Linked DNA regions of Mus musculus: region 1 is linked to region 2. The links are chromatin contacts, called in public promoter capture Hi-C maps. All regions are on one chromosome and are shown on one strand. The core of a region is the stretch at or near the end of the contact, and the rest is flanking DNA. Distances in the headings are between cores, read along the strand shown. Region 1 overlaps Parg (poly (ADP-ribose) glycohydrolase). Region 2 holds the start of Ogdhl (oxoglutarate dehydrogenase-like).

Region 1 (6,768 bases), core at 1,254-3,753, 88 kb before region 2:
TGTCCTAGAGCAGCACAGCCATCTGAGTATGAACTTGTCCCTAGTTTCTTGGTAGTGTCCAAACGATTCTTTACTTGACCCCCATCTATACTGTGTGTCTATACTGTGTGTTAAGTTGGGCTTTAATGCTTCTGCCCCCATCCTTTTAGTTTTTAAATTCAGTGCATAGTTTTTGTGGAATGTGTTTTTTGAAACCCTGTTGGGGAGGCTGGTATGTGAGCTATATCTAGTTGGGCTGCTAATGTTTTATAGTTATTACTGTCTTGCTAATAGGGTTGACAAGATCTCTGCTTTCCCCAGAGCTCCTTCTCGTCTCTTTATATGATCCTGTCTTAGAGTGCCTATTGCCATGAAGAGAGACTGCTGTCAGAGCAACTTGGGGAAGAAAGGGGGGTTTATTTGCCTTACAATTCCACATCACTATTCGTCATCAAAGGAAATCAGCACAGGAACTCAAACACAGCAGGAACCTGATGGCAGGAGCTGATGCAGGAGCCATGGAGGGTGCAGCTTATAGACTTGCTCCTCATGGTTTGCTCAGCCTGCTTTCTTACAGAATGCAGGACCACTAGCCCACCAGGAATAGCACCGTCCACAACGGGCGTGTCTCCCACCCCCCATCAGACACTGATTAAGAAAATACTTGGAGCCAGATATTATGGGAACATTTTCTCAATTCAATTGAGGTTCCTTTCTTTCAGATGACTCTTGTCTGTGTAAAGTTGACATAAAACTAGTCAGAAGAAACGCTTGTCTTTGCCTAGTTTTTAGTGTTTTCTAATATACACAATGTCTAGTAAATAACTGCCCTAAGTTACATAGTAAGTCAAATGATAATAGTGAAAGTAATTGTACTGACAAAATAAAGAATTTATCAATTAGAAATAGAAAGATTCCATCGTCTACCATGCCCTCCCCATCCCTTACCCTCCCAGCTAGAAAGAAAGAATAGTATTTGAGCAGATAACTATCAAATTAGTCTAAGGACTGTTAAAAGAAAAATACTTTAGAAATCAGAATATTTCTTCTTTCTTTAGTGAATATAGTTTCAGATGCTTTAATGAGTTAAGATTTTTATCAATATTTCCCAAGCTTGAGTCATGGTACTGGGAAACCATGTACAGCTCATTAACCAACGAAAAGGGGGAAGCACAGAGCTGGGGTGGCTCTGTAGACACCTGTGCTTTGTCTCAGTCATATTCAGAGCTACAGATTAGTTAGCTGCTAATTTGTGAAGCTTACCTTCTTAAATATGACAATAATAGACTGGATATTTCCTGAAAACCAGTGTACTGTATTAAAATGTAGAGAACGTTGTTATTGAAGCCATAATTGTGATGGGTGATACACATGAGAGATCACCCTGTGCCTGGCTGTCAGGCTTTGATGAGCCTTCAGAGATTAAGGAGGATGAGTAAGTTTGTTTTCTTGTAAGCTGTCACATTCCTCTCTTCCAACTGTCATCCTGAGCTGTACACAGATAAGTGGTAGAGACATTCACCTGCTCTAGCTGATTTTTTACTCTTACAAAATTTAGTGATAGAATTTTCCTTTTTCTTCTAATGTTTAATTTTTCTGTGCTCTGAAACATGTCTAAAGAATAAGTTAACATTGAACATCTTAGTAATTTTGACTTACTTTTAATTTTTGAAATAGCAACTTGTCTCCTGAAGAGACTTGTAAAATGCTAGTGAAATTTCCAGTAGGCTTAAGATAAATTATAGAAGACTGAGCCCCTAAACAGTTCAGCCACCTTCTAAGAGCCTGCTGTAGTAATTGGCCTAAGCTGTAGAAACTCTGGACAGCAGTAGAAAGGAGGGCGAGCTTTGTAAAATAGGCTGAGTGAGATAGATGGCTGTTAAAGTATTTTTATTAACACTGTTGCACATGAACATCACTGTTCTAGACATGGGGAACCAGCCATTAATCTTGTCTTAAAGGAACTTCCAGTAAGCGTTAGAAAGCGTGTCCATAAATAACAGCACACAGCAGAAAAATTTAAGGCTATTTTAAAAAGAAAACATACACAGAAAAATTGCAGGAGAGAACTGGAAAGGAAAAATAGATGGACTTTGAAACAATTATTTTTTGAACAAGATAGCAAGAAAATTGTTTAGGAACTAAAGAAAGACATTAGAGTCATGGAACTATAAGTTGGTGCCGGGAAGACTGAATAGTTGAGTTGCAGTATGTAAAATGCGCAGGAGGGTGGATATGTGTCTGTGTGGATATCAGCTTTTATGATACGCTAAATAAGACCAGGTAAGCATCAAGGTCAAGATAGACTAAATACTTTAATATTTAGGTAGATATCTAAAGCTGAATTATCTAATATTAATATATAATATTATATAGGTACATAAATATCTTAAACTATGGAGTTTCTACTGTATTGAAAAGGTGATGCAAACCATTGAAAGCTTTCAAGCAGAGCAGGGACACATCAGGATGTGCTTGGGCAGAAACCGAAGGGATTGAGCAGCAGGACACAGTTACATCATGTAGCTAGCATTCCTGTGAAGAGTGGAGAGGGGCTGAGTCAGAGTAGCTTAGTGCTTAAGCGGGAGTGTGGACACAGGTGGTCCTGCTGGCTCAGTCAGTAGGACTCAGATGTTTACTGATGTGGGGGTGTTGTTTTGGTTTTTAAGAGAAAGAGGTTTCAAAATAGTTGTGCATTACTGGCTCATTACCTAATATACTTTAAATTTATGCATGGAGCTATAGTATCCCTCAAACACTATTCTATTAGAACCTTCATAACTGGGAATTAAGCAGAGCCATAGGACCGTTTCCATAAGGAAAGGAAGAGTTTAGGGGTCTCCTGTATTAGAGAATATATGTACATCTGGCTCTATAGCTAGTTTTTGAGTTTCTAAGTTAGCACTTCATTCTCTAAACTACTCTTCATTGTGATCTGGGAGAAAACCCTTGACATTCAATCTTAATGTCTGCCACTCAGTTGTTTAGTATAAAACGACTCATTTACCTTTGGCCTTTACTTCCTCTTGAATGTTCTTGTATTTTTCTGTTTTGCAGGGCTCTTTTGGGGCAAATTATGCTTTCATGACCACCAACTGTATGTGGGCTTCTGTTTGGTTGGGGGTCTGTGTGTGTGTACACCTGTATGTGCATGTGTATACATGGGGCCAAAGGTCACATTCAGGTGCCATTCCTCAGGAGCAATCCACCTTAGCTGTTAGGCTTTGTTGTTTGGTTCTGTTGTGTTGGGACAGGATTTCTCACAGGGGCCTGGGACTTGCTATCTAGTTTTCTCTAGCTGGCTAGCAAGCTCCAGGGCTCTGTCACTTCACCTGTTTTTCTGCCTCTTCTGCACTGCTTTTGATGCCCTTTGTTTTTTAAATATGTTTTCTGGGTGTCCACCTCAGGGCCTCATGAGTATGGGTGTACTTTACTCACTGGGTTCTACTAACTCCCAAGCTCCACTAACTTGTTTTACTGTGTATACTGGTGCTGGGGAACACATCTGTGGCCTTGTACATGCTAAGCAAGGACTCAATCAGTTAGCTGCATCCCTAGCTTTTCCATTGTCTGTCAACTCTTCCTCAGCCAATGATGAATATTATATACTGTGCTTGGTACGGAGGGTTTGAGATGCTTACAGCACAGTCCTTATATGGTCAGTGTTTGTACATTTGAGGCAAGGGGGGAAAATAATAAAATTACTATAAACTGTAGTAACTGCTCTTATAGGTGTGTGTGTTCAGCTACAGAATCATGGAAGAAAGGCCCATTAAACAAGTGGGAGGAAACATCACACAGAGATGAGAACGAATTCCTAAAGTTTAACTAGTGGCAGTTATGTGAAATGTTAAACAAGGCAGGGAACTACATAATCTGTCATCATAACCATGCCTGCTATTTGTTGAAAGTCCTGTAATTCTGTAGGAATTACTCTTATTTTGTAGATAAACAGACAGAAAGGTAATGCTGTAATTTAAAAATGCATTCAAAAGTGAATTCTTGGATATACAGACAAATGGAGAAGCTAAAGTAATAAAAGATTAATATGGAAACTAAATATTATGCATTTGGGTATACTGAATATAATTATTTTAATTTTCTGTTTAAAAAGATGCAATCTGAAGATTTTCTTTGTTTTTGATACAAAAATGAAATTCTGTATGGTTCTAAAGTAAACCATAAGAAGGAGAAAGAAAACAGATAAAATTAGAAACGAATGGTACTTTATAAAGAAAAGAAACGTTTTTTGGCTCAGTTCTGGAGGTTCAAGGACCTCTTAGGCTCTGTCATGAAAATGGCAATATGGAGTGGACGTGAGGCAAGAAGCCAGGGAGACACAGATAGGTTTTTTATATAACAATCCTCTTCTGAGAATTAGTTAAGGACCCAGGAGAACTACATTAATGCCTCATAAGAACAGCACTCACAGTGCCCTTTTAATAGGATCAGTCACCTAATGGTTGCATATGACCTCCCAGCAGTGCCACACTGGGGACCAGTCTCCCAACACGTGAACCCTTGGAGGATGCAGTGACCATAGCAGTTTATAGCACCAAAAACTGGAAAGTAAAATAATCCTTGAGGGTATGTTTAAGTCACTATGTGACTTAGTAATTAGTAACATCCACGAGAAAGGGTGATCCCACAGCAACCTTACTGAATCTCTGAGACATTTTTTAATGAAAAGTCAGTTGAAGGAACACAGACTATGAGTCCACTTACGTGACATAAAATTATGAAAATGGGAAATACATTAGTAGTTGTTAGTATTAGGGTCAGTGAGAATAAGGGTGAGTGAAATTGAATAATAAAAGTTTTGTTTTGTAATGATCAGTTCTGTCTTAGTTTGATTACAGGTATTTGTGTGTGATGAAAGACATAAAATGATAAATGCACACTTTTTAACACTATTAATATACTGTTTCAGGATATTTGGTCACACTGTGAACACTGAGATTGTGCTATTTACTGAAAACAAACAAACAAACAAACAAACAAACAAAAAAGGGTTTCTAGTTGGGGCATGGCTCAGCCCTTAGCACCTTTAATTCCTCTGTCTGGAATACCGACATGCCCTTAGTACACACCTTTAATCCAAAACAATGAAAGTAAAGTTTGTTTGTAGAAGGAAGCATCCATGTTTGAAAGTGATGTGTAATTGAGTGGCAGACAGAGTGATGAATCAGAGAAAGATTTGACAGAATAGGATCTGCCCAACTCTGATGGAACAGAGAGAAAAGGGAAGCTACTTAAGAGAGCAGTGCAGGGTAGGGAGCAGGGACTAGGGGGAGAGGAAAGAAGAAAGACAGGGAGTTCCCAGTTTTACAGTGACAGTTATAAAGAGATAGGCTGCACAGAGAGTACAAGCTAGATGCAGGTGAAGCCTGAAAGGAGCTAGAAGAGTAGAGCATATTGCTAAAGTTAGTATGGAGCCAAGCAGAGCAATTTATTCAGAGGCCAAGAGAGAAGCCAGATTGAATCAGTCAGCTTAGAGAGGAGTTCGAGCCAGAACAGTGAGTTAAACCAGCCAGCCAGAGCTCAGAAAGAGCAAGGAAGGGTGAGCTTATTCAGCAGTCTCAGAGACTGACAACATTCTAGGCCTACATAAGATTGTACGGCGGTAAGAAGCTTCCAGAACTAGGCCCAGGTTAGCAGACAGAGGCAGTGAGCCTTGGAGATGACAATTAGATCAGGCGAATAAAAGTTACTTTTTCAATGTACTGGTTCTAATAATGTGGTAAAGGGCATAGAAAATGTGATTATTGAGGGAAAATGTATAAAAGGTATAATGAATTTGGTCATGCTGTTTTTATGACATCCTATCAATATTTAATTTATTCAAAATGAAAAGGTTTACAAAGCATAAAAGAATTATGAACTTGGAGAGTTTTGAGTGTTGTAAACAAATACATAAACATGTCTTAATATTTCAGATGTAGGAGGACAGTCATGTTTACATTGTAACTATGAGGCAATAAATGTCCATTACGGATGCATACCTTTAAATTTTAGTTTTTGTTTATAGCAGACTTAAAAGAGGCTTATAATAAAGATGTAGCCACTTAACTGTTCTTAACTGGATAGAATTTCTCTCCGTAGCCCAGGCTGGCCTAAAACTTGTAATGGTCCTCCTGCCTCAACCTCTGGAGTGCTGGAATTACAGGTGGCCGGCTCTCCGATCTAGCCCTTTAGTGTGCTCACTTTCTCCTGTAAGGACGTGGGTCTTGGCTTTGGTTCAGATCCCATCAGTACTAGTAGAAAGAAAGCTTATAACTGTCTCCTCATTGTTCTGCCAATGTTACCAAATTTATTTTAGCTTCATCAGCCCTGTTTCTTACAAATAGTGCTTATGTTTATTGCTACTTGTTGTTTCCCCTAGAATTAATTATCATCTTGCTGTATAATTGAAAAATAGGTGAGCATCGACCACAAGTGACATCTTGGTGTGCTTTCTGGTGTGATACGGGAAATGTACCTAACAAGGGAGAATTCTAGGGTCATAAAGAACCTCATTGTTTTGTGGTCAATAGTTTACTTTGGGCACAGATAGTATGCTTCAGAGCAATTATGGTGCTTTATGCTGGTAACTGTTGAAGTTAAATGGTCCTCTGACATAACCCAGGGAGAGTGTGCTGGTTTTTATTTACAAGTACTACAGGTTTTTTTAAAATCACATTTATGTATGTATGTATGCATGTATGTATGTATGTATATATGTATGTATGTATGTATGTGTGTGTGTATATATACATGTGTGAATATGGAGGTCAGAGGACATTTTATAGT
Region 2 (5,850 bases), core at 1,853-4,352:
GCCACACTCCTGTCTTCACCATCTTCAAGGCAATGCAAGGCTGTTCTCCCAAGGCCTTTCTTCTCCACTGGCAGATGTTATCTTTCTCTTCTGTCTCACATGCTTTACCCTCTCTGTGTCTGTAGGCTTCTATTTTTCAAAACCTACTTTAATACGTACACTTAAATGCTTTAACCTCCCTTCTAGCCCACCCACCCACCAGGGGAGTGGAAAGGAAAGGTTAACAGGGCAAAGGAGGATATGGACCCATTTTGAAATTGTTCTTTCGGGCGAATCCAATCTGTGTTGTCGGGATATCAGCAGTTCAATTCACATGAATCAGCAGTGGTAGTTCAAGCCACTCACAAACACTATTCATGAATCAGCAATGGCAATTCCATCTAGAAGAAATTGAGAGATTCTGCCAATCAGCCAGAGTCCAAGAAGCTGCAGCCTCAGGAACACCACTAGAACTTCTTTTGTGCATTTCTCTCTAAAAATCACAACAAACAAAACAATGATCAGCAAAGGGTGGCAAGGCAAACCAATACAGCTTCATTGTTATCGTTGTCATCGTTGTTGTTGTAGTCGTCATTGCCATTGTCCATTGTTTGTTGGGCTATATTTGTACCATTTCCAAACACCACTTATTCCCTCAAGTGTCCACTCTAGCAGAACATCACATGCCCTTTTCCCAGGCAGCTTCCAGGAAAGCACCATGTGTCTGTTCTCAGCAAAACATCCTCCCACATGTCTGCTTCAGCAAAAACATCCTATCATAAGACAGTTTCCAGGAAAACATCACATGATACAACTGAGTCTCCAAAGAAACCAGCAATTTCCACTTCAGTGTCTGTGCCTGAATTTCCTCTACTTATACGGATATATTTATACTAGTCCTACTTGATTAGAGCCATTGCAATGCCCACGCTTTAACACAATTTCCTCTTAAATACTGATCTCTAAAGGTAGTGACATTCTGAGGTACCTGGGGTTAGGACTTCATATTACAAATTTGGAAGCAGGGACACAGTGTAAACCTTAACACGTTGTGTTTGCCAACTTGGTACAAACTAGAGTCCTCTGGCAAGTGGAACCCTCAATCGAGAAATTGCCTTCATCAGATAAGGCTGTGGGCATGGCATGTCGGTGGGGCATTTTCTTGAGTCCTAATTGATGTGGGACTTTACCACTATATGCTTCATATTTCTCAATGAACTAGTCCATACTATCAGAATGAGTAAACATATGTGTCTGTATCCCACACCCGAGGAAGCAAAGACAGGTCTCTGCTGCCAAGATTTTTGCAGAGCTCCAGTCCCTGCCTTAAGTCCTCCCAGGCTCCTAAGAATGGCAGCCACCTTATGAGAGTCTTGATTGCACCCGAATAATTGCTTCAATTGCTGTAATTAGCAGAACAACAATCAGAAGAGAAGGCTGATCTACCAGCAGGCTTCCCAGGCAGAGGTTCCTGTCCTTGGCAGTCTCTTCCCCATCCCATTCTATGAGTGACTCACCTTCCCTCCAGGATGTGGATCCATCTCTTTGTCCCACTTAGAGCTTTGCAAAGGGCTATAAACAAACAGAAAGTTCTGAAGCCTTCTGATTGGCTAGGCCGTTGCCCTGCCTGTGGACACAGGTTAACTTACCTTCTTGGGTCATTCATTCATGATTGACTCTCAGTTGTAAACTTCTCTGATGTGCCTCTCAACACGGCTTACCTGCTTCCTACTCAATGAACTCCAGTCAAGAAAGCCAGAAATGCATGTTACTCACACCCTACCAAACACCCCGCAAGCCACTGATCTCCCAGACTGGCTTCCAACTCACTATCAGATCTGTCCCGGCTTCTTCTCTAGCAGTGCTTGATTGTCCCCCCACTCAAGACAACGCACACTTTCACATTTTACCCTCCATTTCCCCCACACTTGCCAGAAAAGGAGTTCAAAAATGCAACCTTGGACATTCATAGCTGCCTAGAGTCTCCTGGACAGAATCTGGGAGTTGTTTTGAGACAGGTTCTCAATATGTATTTCAGCCTGGCCTTGAACTCTTAACTATCCTGCCTTAGCCTTCATGGTACTGGAATTACAGGTATTTATTACCTTGAAGGGAAGGGAAAGGGGTGATTCCTTTCCTGCTTCTCACAAAGGATGCTGGCCCAGACTCCTGTAAATCAAGGACAGGTTGTCAAGAGACAAACATAAAACGTCATTTGATTATGGTTTTATGTGATATAGGAGCCTTCAGATGGAACACTCAAAAAACCACAAGGTCAATTATCCACAGTTTGCTTAGGATCAGTGGATCTTAAACAGCTACGTAGAAAGATGATTGTACAAACTGTGACATGAAGCTGTGCTCCACAGGAAGTCCCTAGCTGCTCTGCTGGGTCAGGATTAAGGGATGCAAACACAGAAGCCAGTTAGGGGCTGTTACAGTAATCCTGTGAAGGACTGCTGATAGCATTTCCAGCCACGGGTGTATCCTGCATTTGCTTAGAAATGAAACAGAGCCCAATACAGAAAAGAAAAAGGCAGGAACACATCAGAAAAACTCCAAACTGACCAATAACATAAGTTGGCAAATCACTAATAATAAAAGTGCAGATTAAATTTCCACAGGTTCTGTCAATGTATATTCTTTGTTAGATTGTCTGTGGCAATGATTCTCTGAGGAGAGGGAAACCAGGCCACAATCCCTTGGAAAGTGAATTGGTAGGGCACTAAGCATTTTTTCATAAACTGCTTCATCCTTTCTTCAAAACAGCTGGAAGACAGCAGAACTTTTAATAGCATTCCCATTTTATGGGTGATAGAGAGGAATCTATCTTTCCCCCATACACACATACAAGTCTGCTTTATTCTGGTACGTTCCTCTTAGTTTCAGGTCGAGGACTCTGGGGTTCATGGGTCCAGCACTGTCTCCAGTCACTCAGACAGGGCAGACCTGGGCTCCTGCTGGCCATCTGGAAGCACCTGGCTCTTTGGGGGCCACATGAGGTCTTGGATCTGGGAGGTCAGCACCTCGGACAGCGAGGGCCGCAGACAGGGCGGGGCGTCTACCGAGACGTCACGACGCGCGGAATCCCGAGGGTGCGCGCTCACGGCGGCCGTGTCACGTGACCTAGGTAATTGATACAGCGCGCTGCTCGTGACCCTCCGCTCAGTCCCCGGACCTTCAGCCCCCCGGACCGCGTGGCCCGGAACCTCGGCCAGCCGGTGAGAGCGGCGGCGCGACCCCCGTTCCTGCGAGCTGAACCCTCTGCAACTCGATCCTAGGTCCTGGGGCAGCGCTGCCCACTAACCTCAGCCAGGCCCTTGGGGAGGGGGTGGGGTGGGGTGTGGGGAACGGGAACTTGACCTTGGTCTCTCCCTAGACTAAGTGCAGCGTTCCTTAGGACCCCCGGTCCTTTGTGCTTGTCAGCAGGTGAATGCAGATTTCGTGGGAAGGAGTGACTTGCCAATAGTGGGGCTTCAGGCCGGAAGGCTGCAGCCCCCCCCCCCCCCCCACTGTTTGCCGTAGTGGCCTGGAGAGGAGCCTGCCTGGTACTCTTCCAAGGAGAGGGGGGCTGCCCAGAACAGCACTGAGATTGAAGAGGTTCCAGGGTTGCATCTGGCGGGACATGCAAGCAGCTTCGAAGTCCCAGGACAGGCCCTATACTTGTTTTTAACTGCGGTCTGTGCTCCCACTTGAGGAAATGGAGGCCGACCAGATATCTAGGTCAAGTAGTTTGAGGTCTCAGCCATCCTCCCGCACTCAGGATGAGCCCTAAGAGGACTTATCTGATTGACCCTAAGGACCATGCTCTGCAAAGACCCAGCGCTGAAACCCCCAGCCCTACGGGCTCCAATCCCAAGCCAATCTGTGTATTTCCTCTCCATCCACCAGTAACCTTCAACAGACCTTACCCATCTTTGTACACACCCCAGTTCTGGGCTTTAGTTTGGCCCTTCCTTCCTCCCTGTCAAGAAAGTAAGCTTGCACCCCGACCCCCATCACACCCTTCTGCCTAGCTCTTTGGAGTTCTACATTTTCCAGTCAGGCAGTGAGTTCAGTTTCTAGTACAAGACAGGTAGAAAGACTCTGCTACTGCGTGCTGCTTCAGGGTTTGGAGGGAAGGGGGCCTCCCTACTCTGACCTCTACTAACTGATTTTCCCAAGGGCAGTTTACAGAGCAGCCCTCCCCTGTGCACCACTGCAGGAGACTTAGTATTAAGTTGCCTGCCCTGGTTCTGACTGGATGACATTGTTCCAAAAAGGATGCCCCCAAGATCTTCCCACTAGAAACTTGCACAGGGCACGTTTTAGGGTGTGCTTGCCGCCATCCTGCCCTGTATGAGCAGGACCTAACAGGGTTAATTAGGGCCTTGGCTATAGATTTGGAGCTCAGCAAAGCTCTGGGGTCCTCAAGCCCAGCTGGCATGGGGGTAGGAATGGCTGGCATCTCCTGCCGGGTTGGGTGAAGGCCATAGCAGTATCTGGCTGCCCAGAGCGTTCTGTATTTGTAAAACACAGTGTTCCAACACTGGGCCAGGCTGGATATAGCCAGGCCTTGTCCCTATCTGGCCTGGATTGTCCTATCACCTTGTGGGGGTAAAGCTGGCAGAAGGAGCAGTTGGGGCATTGTCCCAAGGAGATATTAAGCGGCCATGAGGAAGACACAGGCCCTGGAACAGACAGCGGGTCACTCTCCAGTTCAGTGCTCGCCTCTGTGCTCCTGACTGTGTACCCTTACTGTGTGGAATGCGGATGCTGATCCCCCATGGTTGTTCCACATTTGACCCTAGGGCCCATGCTGAACCTTTGGAAACTTACTGCTGCTCCAGGAGACCCAGCCCCAAGTGGCTCACTAAGGGACCTGGCTACATTAGCTCAGGGGTTGGAATGTTAGAAGGGAATCCTGGGGCACCTGAGGTTCAGAGTTCTGCCACACCCCCCTCTAGAATGTCTTTTCTAGTTATTAATTTTCTTCTAATTCAGACTTGCCACAGGTCACCTCAGGAAATCACCATTCCTTGGCTGAGGAACTCACCTGCCCCTTCAGCTCAAGTGAGTTTGCAAGGGTGAGGGGAGGCAGCCTAGAAGAGCCATGCCTGCCCTTTGGTGGACTTGAACCTTTGCAAGAACTCCAGCCAGTGGCATCCTGACTTGGTTTAGCTGGTGGCAGGGGTAGGGTGGAGGGATGCAGCTGGTGGACAGTTGGCTGGACACACATTGACTCGGAACTAGTTCTAACCAAGACCACATACCCTAGACTGTAAGTGTCCTGGGTCAGGGAGTTGTATAAGGGCCATGGACTCTGATGGGTAGTTCTAGGGCTGCACTCTATACTGAAGCGTGGACTCCCCAGGCAGAAGAACACTACTCAGTCTTCAGTAGGAAGGATCTGCTTCCTGGAGGATCTACCCCGTGGAGGCTGGGGCTGGACTGGATGGGACAGGAGAGGACCGCCCACTCAAAGCCATGGGGAAAGGAAGGACAACAGAGGTCCCACTTTACTTGTGGTGGTAGGACCCTGGGACAGCAGGGGGCTCAGTAGGTCTGAGCAGGGAGCCTGGTAGTTCTCTACAAGTAGAGGAGACCTTTAAAACTCCTGGGGGGGTTTTGGGGAGAGGCCCATTGAAAGCCTGCCCACTATTTAGGTTTCTTCCTTGGGAAGGGGCAGGTAATTTAACAAGTGAAGAGAACCCAGTATTCTGTTTTCCTGACCTGGGTGGCCCCGACCTGTAAGTACCCTGGGATGACAGCGACCTTGGGTGGCGTTTGTCCAGAGTGTGAGTTCTAGGTCGCTTTTGGGAACCACAGAAGGCAGCTGTAGCAGGGATCTACCACTGGGCTGGCTTCAGTTCTCTTTCCACCACAGGGAGC

Evidence for each region. Promoter capture Hi-C pulls out the DNA fragments that hold promoters and counts their contacts.
Region 1: a promoter capture Hi-C map of epiblast stem cells shows a contact between it and region 2, with 2.3 times the contacts expected there. The contact joins the enhancer-like site here to the promoter of Ogdhl in region 2. A contact is called at or near these places in 4 of 39 promoter capture datasets (epiblast stem cells, hippocampal neurons, maxillary cranial neural crest and 1 more), 7 of 484 Hi-C or Micro-C datasets (the N1E-115 cell line, cerebral cortex, cortical neurons and 3 more), 3 of 115 datasets of contacts at active chromatin or transcription factors (embryonic forebrain, epiblast stem cells and stem cell-derived epiblast-like cells) and 2 of 9 other capture datasets (liver and pancreatic islet).

Annotation. Positions count from the first base shown.
Region 1 is chr14:32,231,443-32,238,210 of GRCm38.p6, forward strand. All of the region lies in intron 7 of Parg (poly (ADP-ribose) glycohydrolase), which reads left to right. Among named protein-coding and RNA genes, the nearest start is that of Parg, 33 kb to the left of the region's middle. Within about 2 kb of position 2,504, at least 6 of the 459 cell types and tissues checked have an H3K27ac peak or open chromatin away from gene starts, as enhancers often do. A contact at or near this core is called in epiblast stem cells, where this site is marked.
Region 2 is chr14:32,318,917-32,324,766 of GRCm38.p6, forward strand. Ogdhl (oxoglutarate dehydrogenase-like) reads left to right here and starts at 3,103. Exons shown (of 24, transcript NM_001081130.2): 1 at 3,103-3,200; 2 at 4,963-5,031.